Linked DNA regions of Mus musculus: regions 1 and 3 are each linked to region 2. Evidence: chromatin contacts called from public promoter capture Hi-C data. All regions are on one chromosome and are shown on one strand. Each heading gives the region's core, a stretch centred on a gene start, on an enhancer-like site or on the middle of the called end of the contact. The rest is flanking DNA. Distances are from core to core; before and after follow the strand shown.

Evidence for each region. Capture Hi-C pulls out chosen DNA fragments and counts their contacts.
Region 1: a contact with region 2 is called in a promoter capture Hi-C map of liver. The contact joins the promoter of Gpr84 here to the promoter of Smug1 in region 2. A contact is called at or near these places in 19 of 39 promoter capture datasets (the 3T3-L1 cell line, the C10 cell line, the HPC-7 cell line and 14 more), 3 of 15 datasets of contacts at CTCF or cohesin (the NIH/3T3 cell line and embryonic stem cells), 11 of 484 Hi-C or Micro-C datasets (3T3-L1-derived adipocytes, the F1.1 cell line, effector CD8 T cells and 6 more), 22 of 115 datasets of contacts at active chromatin or transcription factors (the HPC-7 cell line, the SCID.adh cell line, T-cell acute lymphoblastic leukemia and 17 more) and 4 of 9 other capture datasets (adipose tissue, liver, macrophages and 1 more).
Region 3: a promoter capture Hi-C map of adipose tissue shows a contact between it and region 2. The contact joins the promoter of Hoxc4 here to the promoter of Smug1 in region 2. A contact is called at or near these places in 3 of 39 promoter capture datasets (cranial neural crest, embryonic stem cells and neural stem cells), 2 of 15 datasets of contacts at CTCF or cohesin (the NIH/3T3 cell line and stem cell-derived epiblast-like cells), 11 of 484 Hi-C or Micro-C datasets (the Ba/F3 cell line, the G1E-ER4 cell line, bone marrow-derived macrophages and 6 more), 24 of 115 datasets of contacts at active chromatin or transcription factors (the 230-238 cell line, the SCID.adh cell line, acute myeloid leukemia and 15 more) and 4 of 9 other capture datasets (adipose tissue, embryonic stem cells, liver and 1 more).

Annotation. Positions count from the first base shown.
Region 1 is chr15:103,308,431-103,311,708 of GRCm38.p6, forward strand. Gpr84 (G protein-coupled receptor 84) reads right to left here and starts at 2,008. Exons shown (of 2, transcript NM_030720.2): 1 at 1,880-2,008; 2 at 1-1,226. The coding sequence starts at 1,218. The coding sequence ends at 28.
Region 2 is chr15:103,162,034-103,165,164 of GRCm38.p6, forward strand. It overlaps Smug1 (single-strand selective monofunctional uracil DNA glycosylase), which reads right to left and starts at 1,251. Exons shown (of 6, transcript NM_027885.3): 1 at 1,239-1,251.
Region 3 is chr15:103,032,805-103,035,829 of GRCm38.p6, forward strand. Hoxc4 (homeobox C4) reads left to right here and starts at 1,591. Exons shown (of 2, transcript NM_013553.2): 1 at 1,591-2,357; 2 at 2,833-3,025. The coding sequence starts at 1,919. All of the region lies in intron 2 of Gm30528 (a long non-coding RNA gene), which reads right to left.

The sequences.
Region 1 (3,278 bases), core at 758-3,257, 150 kb after region 2:
TGAATGGACTACTAGCTTTAAATAGCTTTAATGGAACCGGCGGAAACTCTGTGGCCCGCGTTTCAGGATGGAGCCATACGCGTGGCGAAACTGGCGGTTCATGGCTGCATAGAGCACAGGGTTGATGCAGCTGTTGAGCCAGGTGAGGTTGGCAGCCACCATGTGCACTACTCGTGGAGCACGGCCCCTGGCGTCCAGAATGTTGAGCAACAGGAAGGGGATGTAGCTGAGGGCGAAGCAGAGGAACACTGCGAAGCACATACGGGTCACCTTCCCGAACTCTGATGGGGCATCTGTGGCTCTGCGAGCTCCTGCAGTTTCCCGGGGCTTGCGATGCACTTCTGGAAGGCTTCTCTCTGCGATCTGTTGAGCTGCCTTTCTAATGCCCTGGCCCCCAGCTTCTGACGAATCACCTTCCAGGGTCTGCGTGGTCGCAGCACTGACTGGCTCAGATGAAATCCCCTCGCTGGGCCCTCTTGAGGCAACCCCGCTGTCTAGCTCCTGGAAGTGGCCAGGCATGGCTTCTTGTGTCCCAGCCACCTGATGAGAGCGGATGCTGGCCTGATGCAGCCCGTATTGGTCCAGTGCTCGAGCCGCACGCTTCACTTGCCGGTGGATGAGGCAGTAGAAGACGCCCACGCTGCTGAGCCCAAGCACAAAGTAGATGCCCATGAGGATGGTGGTGTAAGGCCGGCCTCGCATGCGGTCAAAGCTGCAGGTGCAGACAACTGGCACCAAGACAAAAACATTCCAGAGGGGGGCAAAGCTGGTCACCCCCACAACCCAGCTGCCCACCAGTGCCAGCACGATCCCCTTGGCACTGAAAACCTGGGGAAAGAGCTTAGGGTGGGCAATGAGGAGGTAGCGTCCTAGAGCAATGAGACAGAGGGTGAGGATGGAGACAGAATTGGAAGTAAAGAGGAGGAGTCCAAATATTCTACAGAAGACCGCGCCGGTACGCCAATGGAGGTGGAGGTATGTGTCCACGGAGAAAGGCTGCAGGAGCGTGCAGTAGAGTAGATCAGCCAGGGTGAGGTTGGCAATGAGCAGGTTGAAGCGGGTTCGGAGCTTGGGACGAATGGCCAAGGCCAGCAGAGTGAGCACATTGCCCACCGTGCCTGTCACAGCCACTGCCACGCCCCAGATAATTGCAAAGTATCGATAGCCCAACACAGACTCATGGTAGCAGGAGAAGTTGGCATCTGAGCTGTTCCACATGATGGAGACTGAAGGGAGAGGAGGAAAGGGAGATGGTATGAGAACTTGCTTCTCCAGTTGCTTCCTTTGAAGCAACTCCCTTGCTCTGCTCCTAGAACTCACTTTAATTCTTGGCTGGAAAGCACTTGATCTCAAAGTTCCCTGTTATCTCCTGTAGGTTCTCTCTACCTTTTCCTTTCACATTTTTGGACTTCTTTTCTAAATTCTTATCAAATGTCTCTTCTGGAAATGTGTTAATTTTGTTTCTCCAAACCTCAGGCCCCTTCAATATGTGTGGGATGCTCCCCATAAACCTGGCAGCTTCCATCCTAATTACTTCCCAGATCTTGAAGACCAGCCAAGAGCCCTGTGCTCCTTGATCCCCCTCCCTTTTCCCCCTCTTCTTTCCTTTCTCCTTCTTCCCTTCTTCCTCTCCTCCTCTCTTCCTCTCCCCCTTCTTCCTCCCTTTCCCCTTCTCTCTCCTGTGTCTTGTTATATAGCCAGGCTGGTCTTAGCTCACAAAGATTCTCAGGCCTCATACATATACCACTATTCTCCTCACCTCACATTTTCTGATTGTGACTACCTGAGAAATGAGAGGATCGAGAAAATAAGACCATGCACAACACACACACACACACACACACACACACACACACACACACACACACGGTATGCTCACCTGAGGTTCCCAGTTTTCACACTTGTCTTCAGTAAACAATATCTAGCTCACCTAAAGAGCAGGTCTTTTGAGGGGCAGTCAGGCTTCCAGCTTTTCTAGGGACAGCCAGGCTTCCAGCTGGACATATAATGCCTCCTACCATGCTAGACAGAAATAAGAAACTCCCAAGTTACCCAACCTTAGCCACTTCCTTCCCCACCTCCAGCTAGTCCTACTAATTTTACCGTGGCTGCTAAAGTCCGAGCTTCTCTGTTGAAATTCCCCTGCAACTTACTCTAGAGTTGTCTCACTCTTTCTTCTCTCCTTCCTGAAACCCAAATGTTATTTCCTTCCTTTCTCTGAGGCAGAACCTCTCTAAGGTCATTGCTGAGAACTGTCGAACAGCGAGACAGTGTCAGATCCTCTGGACTACTTCTGTTTTTTTTTTTTTTTCTCTTGAGATAGGGTCTGATTCATTATCCCAGTCTGCCATGGAACTCACAGAAATTCCCCTGCATCAGCCACTTGAGCACTGTGAGTATAAGTACAAACTACCAAATCTGACTGGGCCACTTCTCAAGCGGTCAAAAACAGACCAGGTGTTAGAAGTAATGCTCAGCGCCTCCAGAGAGCTTGGGCTTGTTTAGCAACAACAGCACTTCCTTTCTTCTCTTCAGAGACTGGAGATGGGTTACCTCAGAGGGTCCCAAATGACACTTCAGCACATATGAGAAGTGGAGTCAGATAAAAAGGGACTGGCAAGATGGCTCAGACTGAGTTGTCTTCCAGGACTTATAGAAACAAGAATCAATTCCTGCAAGCTGTTCTCTGAGTTTCATACAAGTTCTGTGGGACATATATACCTATAAACACCCACATAAATAAGTGCAATTAAAAAAAAAATTGAGGGCTGGTGAGATGGCTCAGTGGGTAAGAGCACCCGACTGCTCTTCCGAAGGTCCGGAGTTCAAATCCCAGCAACCACATGGTGGCTCACAACCATCTGTAACAAGATCTGACGCCCTCTTCTGGAGTGTCTGAAGACAGCTACAGTGTACTTACATATAATAAATAAATAAATCTTTAAAAAAAAATTGAGGGGCTGGAGATATGACTCAGCAGTTAAGAACACTGGCTGCTTTTCCAGAGGTCCTGAGTTCAACTTCCAGCAACCACATGGTGGCTCACAACCATCTGGAATGGGATCTGATGCCCTCTTCTGGTGTGTCTGAAGACAGCAACAGTGTACTCACATATATTAAATAAATAAATCTTTAAAAAAAATAAATTCAGACAGGGTCTTACTGTATATAGACTTGGCTGACCTGGAGCTCACTATAAAGACCAGGCTGGCCTCAAACTCACAGAGATCCACTGGCCTGTGCCTCCTCAGAGCTGGAATGGAAGGTAGGAACAGGGG
Region 2 (3,131 bases), core at 1-2,500:
TCTGCTCTGGGCTGAAGACAGCAAGGATAGGCATGCACAGAAGTGAGGAGAGCTTATTTTCACTGTTCATCTGGTAGCAAGTGTCACAGGCTAACTAGAATGCTAGTCCTGGTTTCCTCTCTTAAACGGTTCTTTCTCTTAACAGTTGTTTTTATTTACTAGGGAGAGCAAGCACACCTTAGCAACTCATGTGGCAAAAGATAACTTTTGGGAGCTGGTTCTCTTCTACTGTCAAGGCTCTGAGGAATGAATATAAGTCATCAGGTTTGGTGGCAAGAGCCCTACCAGCCAAGACATCTAAGAAGGTTCTCTTGCACAAATCACTTTAAGGCTCTTCTCTATAGGAACCATCAACCTACCTCCAGCAATTGTTTATTTCTTAAATATTTGAGTCCCTCATATGTTGGGGGGATAACTCCAAAATAAGATATAAGACAGGTTTGGGATAAGCCATGAAGAGCTAAGAGGACAGATATAATCTGAGCTTTGCTGTCCTGGACAAAAAATCAAAAAAAAAAAAAAAAAATTCCTAGCAGGAAGTCTGACAGTCCTCCCTAAAGTCACCAACAGCCATAAGCTCAATGCCTGATGCTGCAACTCAGTGGAGTGTATACCAAAGATGAATGAAGCCTTGGGTTCAATCCCCAGCACTGTAAACCAGGTATAGAAGCTCGTATCTATCAGCTCAGCACTCAGGAGGTAGAGGCGGAAAGATGAGAAGATCAGGAGCCTTTTGTGTGTGTGTGTGTGTGTGTGTGTGCATTTTTTCCCCTCAAAAAGCAAAATGCCTTAAGAAACATGTCACACATTTCAAATTACATTAAAAAACAAAGGGCAACCCTGAGATACATCCAGGCCACAGTGCGATGGAGGCTCATTAAGTAAAAGTACTGGCTGCTCTTTCAATGGTTCTCAGTTTAATTCCCAGCACCCATAATGCGGCTTGCAAGAGTCAAACTGCAGTCCTATAGTATCCAATGTCCTCTTCTGGTGTGCAGACAAAACACCCATATATAAAAAATAACATAAATAAACCTAAAACAAAAATAAGAATCCAAGCCACTAGCTAGCCGCTGTCCCTTGTAGGTGGTACAGAAATCCACAGGATTTAAATCAAAACAGCGCTGCAGGGCTCACAGGGGCCCCTTGTAGGCCTTGGAGTCACAGAGCGGCTACCTCTCCGGAACTCCGAGAGCCCCCACCGCCCTTCCCAGAGATCCAGCCCCCTACTCCCTCACCTGCACAAGCTCCCCATGCAGCTTCCGCTTCCTTTCTTCGTCCTGGCGCGGAGGGCACTGGGAGTTGTAGTCGACAGCATTTAAATAAGAAGAATGGCTAGCGACGTCTGCTTCCGCCGGAAATGCCAAATCCCCGGAAAACTCGCTAAAAGAGTTCCACGGGTCGCTGGGGATTGTAGTTTAATAATATGATTTACATCAAGACGTCACAACCATCTGGACTCTGCAGCCATCCCCAATACCTCATCCACCAGAGACCTTTCCCTCTTGCTGCCCCGAGGTATAAGGCATCATCTTTGCAGCCCTCCAAGGGCCATTAACTGTTTACATAACATCCAAAGAGGCAACCGTGTGGTTGTGGCGGATCTACAGAGTGAGTTCCAGGACAGCCAGGGCTACACAGAAACCCTGACTCGACAAAACAAAACAACCAAACAAATATCCACGAAGGCATTTCTCTCAGCACCTACCTCTTTGACAGTGAACATCCCTGTTAGCATTAGCATCTAAATCCACAGCCTCGCCATTTTAATCTGTTTCTCTCTTGCCTTGACATCTGCCAGCCTGTATCCTGAATTGGGTTTCTCCAAGAAGCAAAATCAAAACCATCCTTTTATCAATGTGAGGAGATGTATTGTGGAAATACGCTCACAGCCCTATGGGACCTGCTGCCTGTAAGCTGGAGAACCAGGGAAGCCCTTTGTGTTAAGAGCCCTTCCTTAGTCATTGGTTGCACTGGACTCTGAACAGGTTGGTGGTGCCCACCCAGGTTAGTAAGGAAGATCGTCCTGACTCAGATTTTTGTTTATTTACCAACTCTTATGTCTCCTGGCCCTCATAAGTAGACATATATAAATAACACATCCCATCTTTCCAGACTCTCCTACAATAGTCTTCCCAGGAAGCCTTCTCCAACAAACTTTAATCCCTAATTGCACCTAACTAGCCCCTCAGCACTGACTTCCAAAGCCATTCACACCCTGCTTTGTTCCTATCTAACTGGACATTTCACTGTGACTTTTCACTCAACTGGAATCTTCCATGGGTAGATATCTTCTGGGTCCCTTGCCTTCCCCAATACTCATGCCGGGGGAAGCCAGGGCTCTCATCACCAAAGCAAAGTCCCCAATGGGTGCTAGGGAAGAAGACCAGGGAACCCAGAACACAATGCCTTTCCCAAGACTGCTCTAGCATCCAGATAAAAGCAGTGGGTGCAGCTGTTGTGAGTAGTGACCATCCAGCATCAAGGTGAGGAATCACTCACCTGTATTCCATCGAGGCTGCCCCTTACTTGCTGAGCTGTAGTGCACAGCAGCCTTGTCCCTCTGGGTCTTGCCACTTTCTTTCTGTACGATTTGTCGCTCACCTCTTCCATGGCTTGCTTTCTGTCTCTAGGTGCCTCTATCTTCCCCTGGGCACACCTCAATATCTCTACTTCCTCTGCAATGAAGAAAAGTAAACTTCGTGAACAGGACTCTCTATCTCTGTTTTCTGCACATTTTCCTGTCTCCAAACAAACAAAACCTCACCATAGTGTTGTCTTGTTATTTAAGAATCCTAAGAGCCTGTTGAGACAGGAGGGCTGTATGTAACACCACAGCTCTGGGAGAGGAGGAAGGGGTATCAGAAATTCAGGAAGTTCCTCTGCTACATATCACATCCGAGGCCAGCCTGAGATAAGTGAAATCTTGTCTAAAAAAAGGAAAAGAGAAAAAAGAAGTTGGTGGAAGGATGCAAGGAATTAATTATAGACTTCATTTTCCGTTCAGATACCTGTGTCCCCCATAATTTTTTGGCTTACCCGATTCTTCCAGTGGGTTTTTGTTCCTGCTTCAGGGGTAGGGGTTGGTGGTAGTGGTGGTGGTAGTGGTAGTGTTTTGAAACAAGGTCTCA
Region 3 (3,025 bases), core at 341-2,840, 130 kb before region 2:
ACATTACGACTTTTCGTGGAAAGGAGGGAGCAGGCAGCCAGCGGCCGCCAGCCCTGTGCCGCCGACACAAAGAGTGCGGGCGATTCCGCGAGACTGATTTATGACGTTTTACAGCCCTATAAAAGCTGTAGCGAGGAGGCAAGCGCTCCTACCACCGCTGGCAGATTTAGTCTAATAAATAAAACATAAACAGTTAACTTTATGTGTCACTTTTATTGTTATCAAGTAAAATATAGCCGAGCCCCGGCAAGCTATGATTTTAAACTATAATTGTTATCAAGTACAACAAGGAGACCTGGCTCCCACCCTGGGCTTTCCCCTCTGCTGCCCCCCCCCCCAACTCTGAGTTATAGAAGATCACTTAATTGGAGTCCGATGACGAGGAGGCCACCCTTAGCTAAGGAACCAGTGGCTGGAAAAATAGTCCTTCCTTGCCCCATCTCTCTTCCCTGACTCTGCCACCTCCCGTGAGGATATTCTGTGTGTGTGGGTGACAGAGGGAGGGAGCAGGGCAAGAATAGGCCAGAGACCCCTGCCCTGCCTCCAAAGAGTAGTTACCTCACCTCTTCTTTTTGGAAGGCAGCCTGGAGCTGGCCCTTGGGAATATGTGTTTACATGTAAACACACGTGTTACACGGATATAGTCTCAGATTGGAAGCAAGCAGGCTCTGCCCACACAGGCTTCCCTTGAGGGTAAGACATGGAGGAAAAACTCTCAGGGCCTTGGGTCAGGGCACTGACTCCTGGCAAATGTCTCATCTTTTCTTCTTCTTCTTCTTCTTCTTCTTCTTCTTCTTCTTCTTCTTCTTCTTCTTCTTCTTCTTCTTCTTCTTCTTCTTCCTTCTCCTTCCTCCTCCTCCTCCTTCCTCCTCCTCCTCCTTCCTCCTCCTCCTTCTTTCTCCTCCTTCTTTCTCCTTCTCCTTTCTCTCTCTCTCTCTCTCTCTCTCTCTCTCTCTCTCTCTCTCTCTCTCTCTTTCACCATTCTGGCAGGTGCTGTGAGAAGTCAGAAGGCCAGGGAGCAGGAGTCACACAAGAGTCATCAGTAGTAGATCTCTGCTCTGGGCTCTGGGCTCTGGGGCCTGGGCCGGGAAGGACAGTGGGTAGCAGGGGTGTCAAGATTTCTGAAATCTGCTTTTGCCAACCACTTCCTGTCTTTCTTCAGAGGGGGCTCAAGCCCTAGACTTCCAGAAATGACATCAGGATCATTTGTATCCCGCTGCCTCAACCTGCCTAGTACTGCTGGGACCCTGTCTCCAAGGCCCCTTGGCCAAGAGGGTTGGGTGAGTGTGTATGGGATAGGGGAAATGGACTTGAGGATCCGTGAATGGGGTAGGGCAGTTCAGGCTCTCCAGCCTTCTAAGCTCAACCTCGGCCCCTCCCCATCCAACCTGCACTGAAGCCCTCATTGAACTTCCTCTTCCTGCGAAAGAGGGGCGCTGCCCTGTGACCTACACAGACTGCAACACGATTGCCATAATGGAGACCACTGGAAAGGCACTGGAGCTGAGGCCCACGGGGCCCACTGGAGGCCGGAGAGGAGACTCTGGGCGGGGGCTAGATCACAGCCTCCCGACAGCCCCCAGTGCCCAAACATTGGAGTCGAGCTGGGAGCCACCCATCTTTAGCAAGGAAGGATTGTCAGTCTGGTGGGGTGTGCAATGGTGAGCACCCCAGCTTCTGCCAGCCATCCCCCACCCCCACCCCCAGCAGCAGCAGCACCACCACCACATACACAAAAAATTGGATACATTTTGAATAAAGCGATTCGGTTCCTTATCCGGGGACTGGGTTGCTCGGTGTGATTGGCCGGCGGAGTCACATGGTGAAAGTAACTTTACAGGGTCGCTAGCTAGTAGGAGGGCTTTATGGAGCAGAAAAACGACAAAGCGAGAAAAATTATTTTCCACTCCAGAAATTAATGATCATGAGCTCGTATTTGATGGACTCTAACTACATCGATCCGAAATTTCCTCCATGCGAAGAATATTCGCAAAATAGCTACATCCCTGAACACAGTCCGGAATATTACGGCCGGACCAGGGAATCGGGATTCCAGCATCACCACCAGGAGCTGTACCCACCACCGCCTCCGCGCCCTAGCTACCCTGAGCGTCAGTATAGCTGCACCAGTCTCCAGGGGCCTGGCAATTCGCGAGCCCACGGGCCGGCCCAGGCGGGCCACCACCACCCTGAGAAATCGCAGCCGCTCTGCGAGCCGGCGCCTCTCTCAGGCACCTCTGCCTCCCCGTCCCCAGCCCCGCCAGCCTGCAGCCAGCCAGCCCCTGACCATCCCTCCAGCGCCGCCAGCAAGCAACCCATAGTCTACCCTTGGATGAAAAAAATTCACGTTAGCACGGGTAGGCAACTTTGCTTTTTGCCCCCCTCCCTTTCCCGGCGCTCCCCACCCTCCCTGGCCCCCTCTGGCCCCGTCCTCCTTTCTCTCCTTCCCCCTCTCTCTCCAGGAGCGACTCTGGGTTAGCACAATTGAACTGGATTTACGAGCGAGAATGGGTAATTACATCCCCCATAAATTTTATGGCTTAGCTACTCTGGGCAGTCCGAGCCATGTGCTACGATCTGTTATGTATGTGTGAAAACTATGCTTGCTTTCTAAGGGCGCATAAATAATTCAGTGTCGTTACAATGAGGATTCCCCTCTTATTACACTACAAAGTCTCTAGCTTCCTTCAACTTCTTTATAACCCATTTAGCTTGATGACTTTATTTCCACCACTCCCTCCTGTTCCTCAAAGCTGAGGATGGGGTGAGGGTGGGGGCAGGGAGCCTGCTGCCTCTGAACCCCACTATTTGCTTCCCCTCCCCCTTCCCCAGTGAACCCCAATTATAACGGAGGGGAGCCCAAGCGCTCGAGGACAGCCTACACCCGGCAGCAGGTCCTGGAATTAGAGAAAGAGTTTCATTACAACCGCTACCTGACCCGAAGGAGAAGGATCGAGATCGCCCACTCGCTGTGCCTCTCTGAGAGGCAGATCAAAATCTGGTTCCAAAACCGTCGTATGAAATG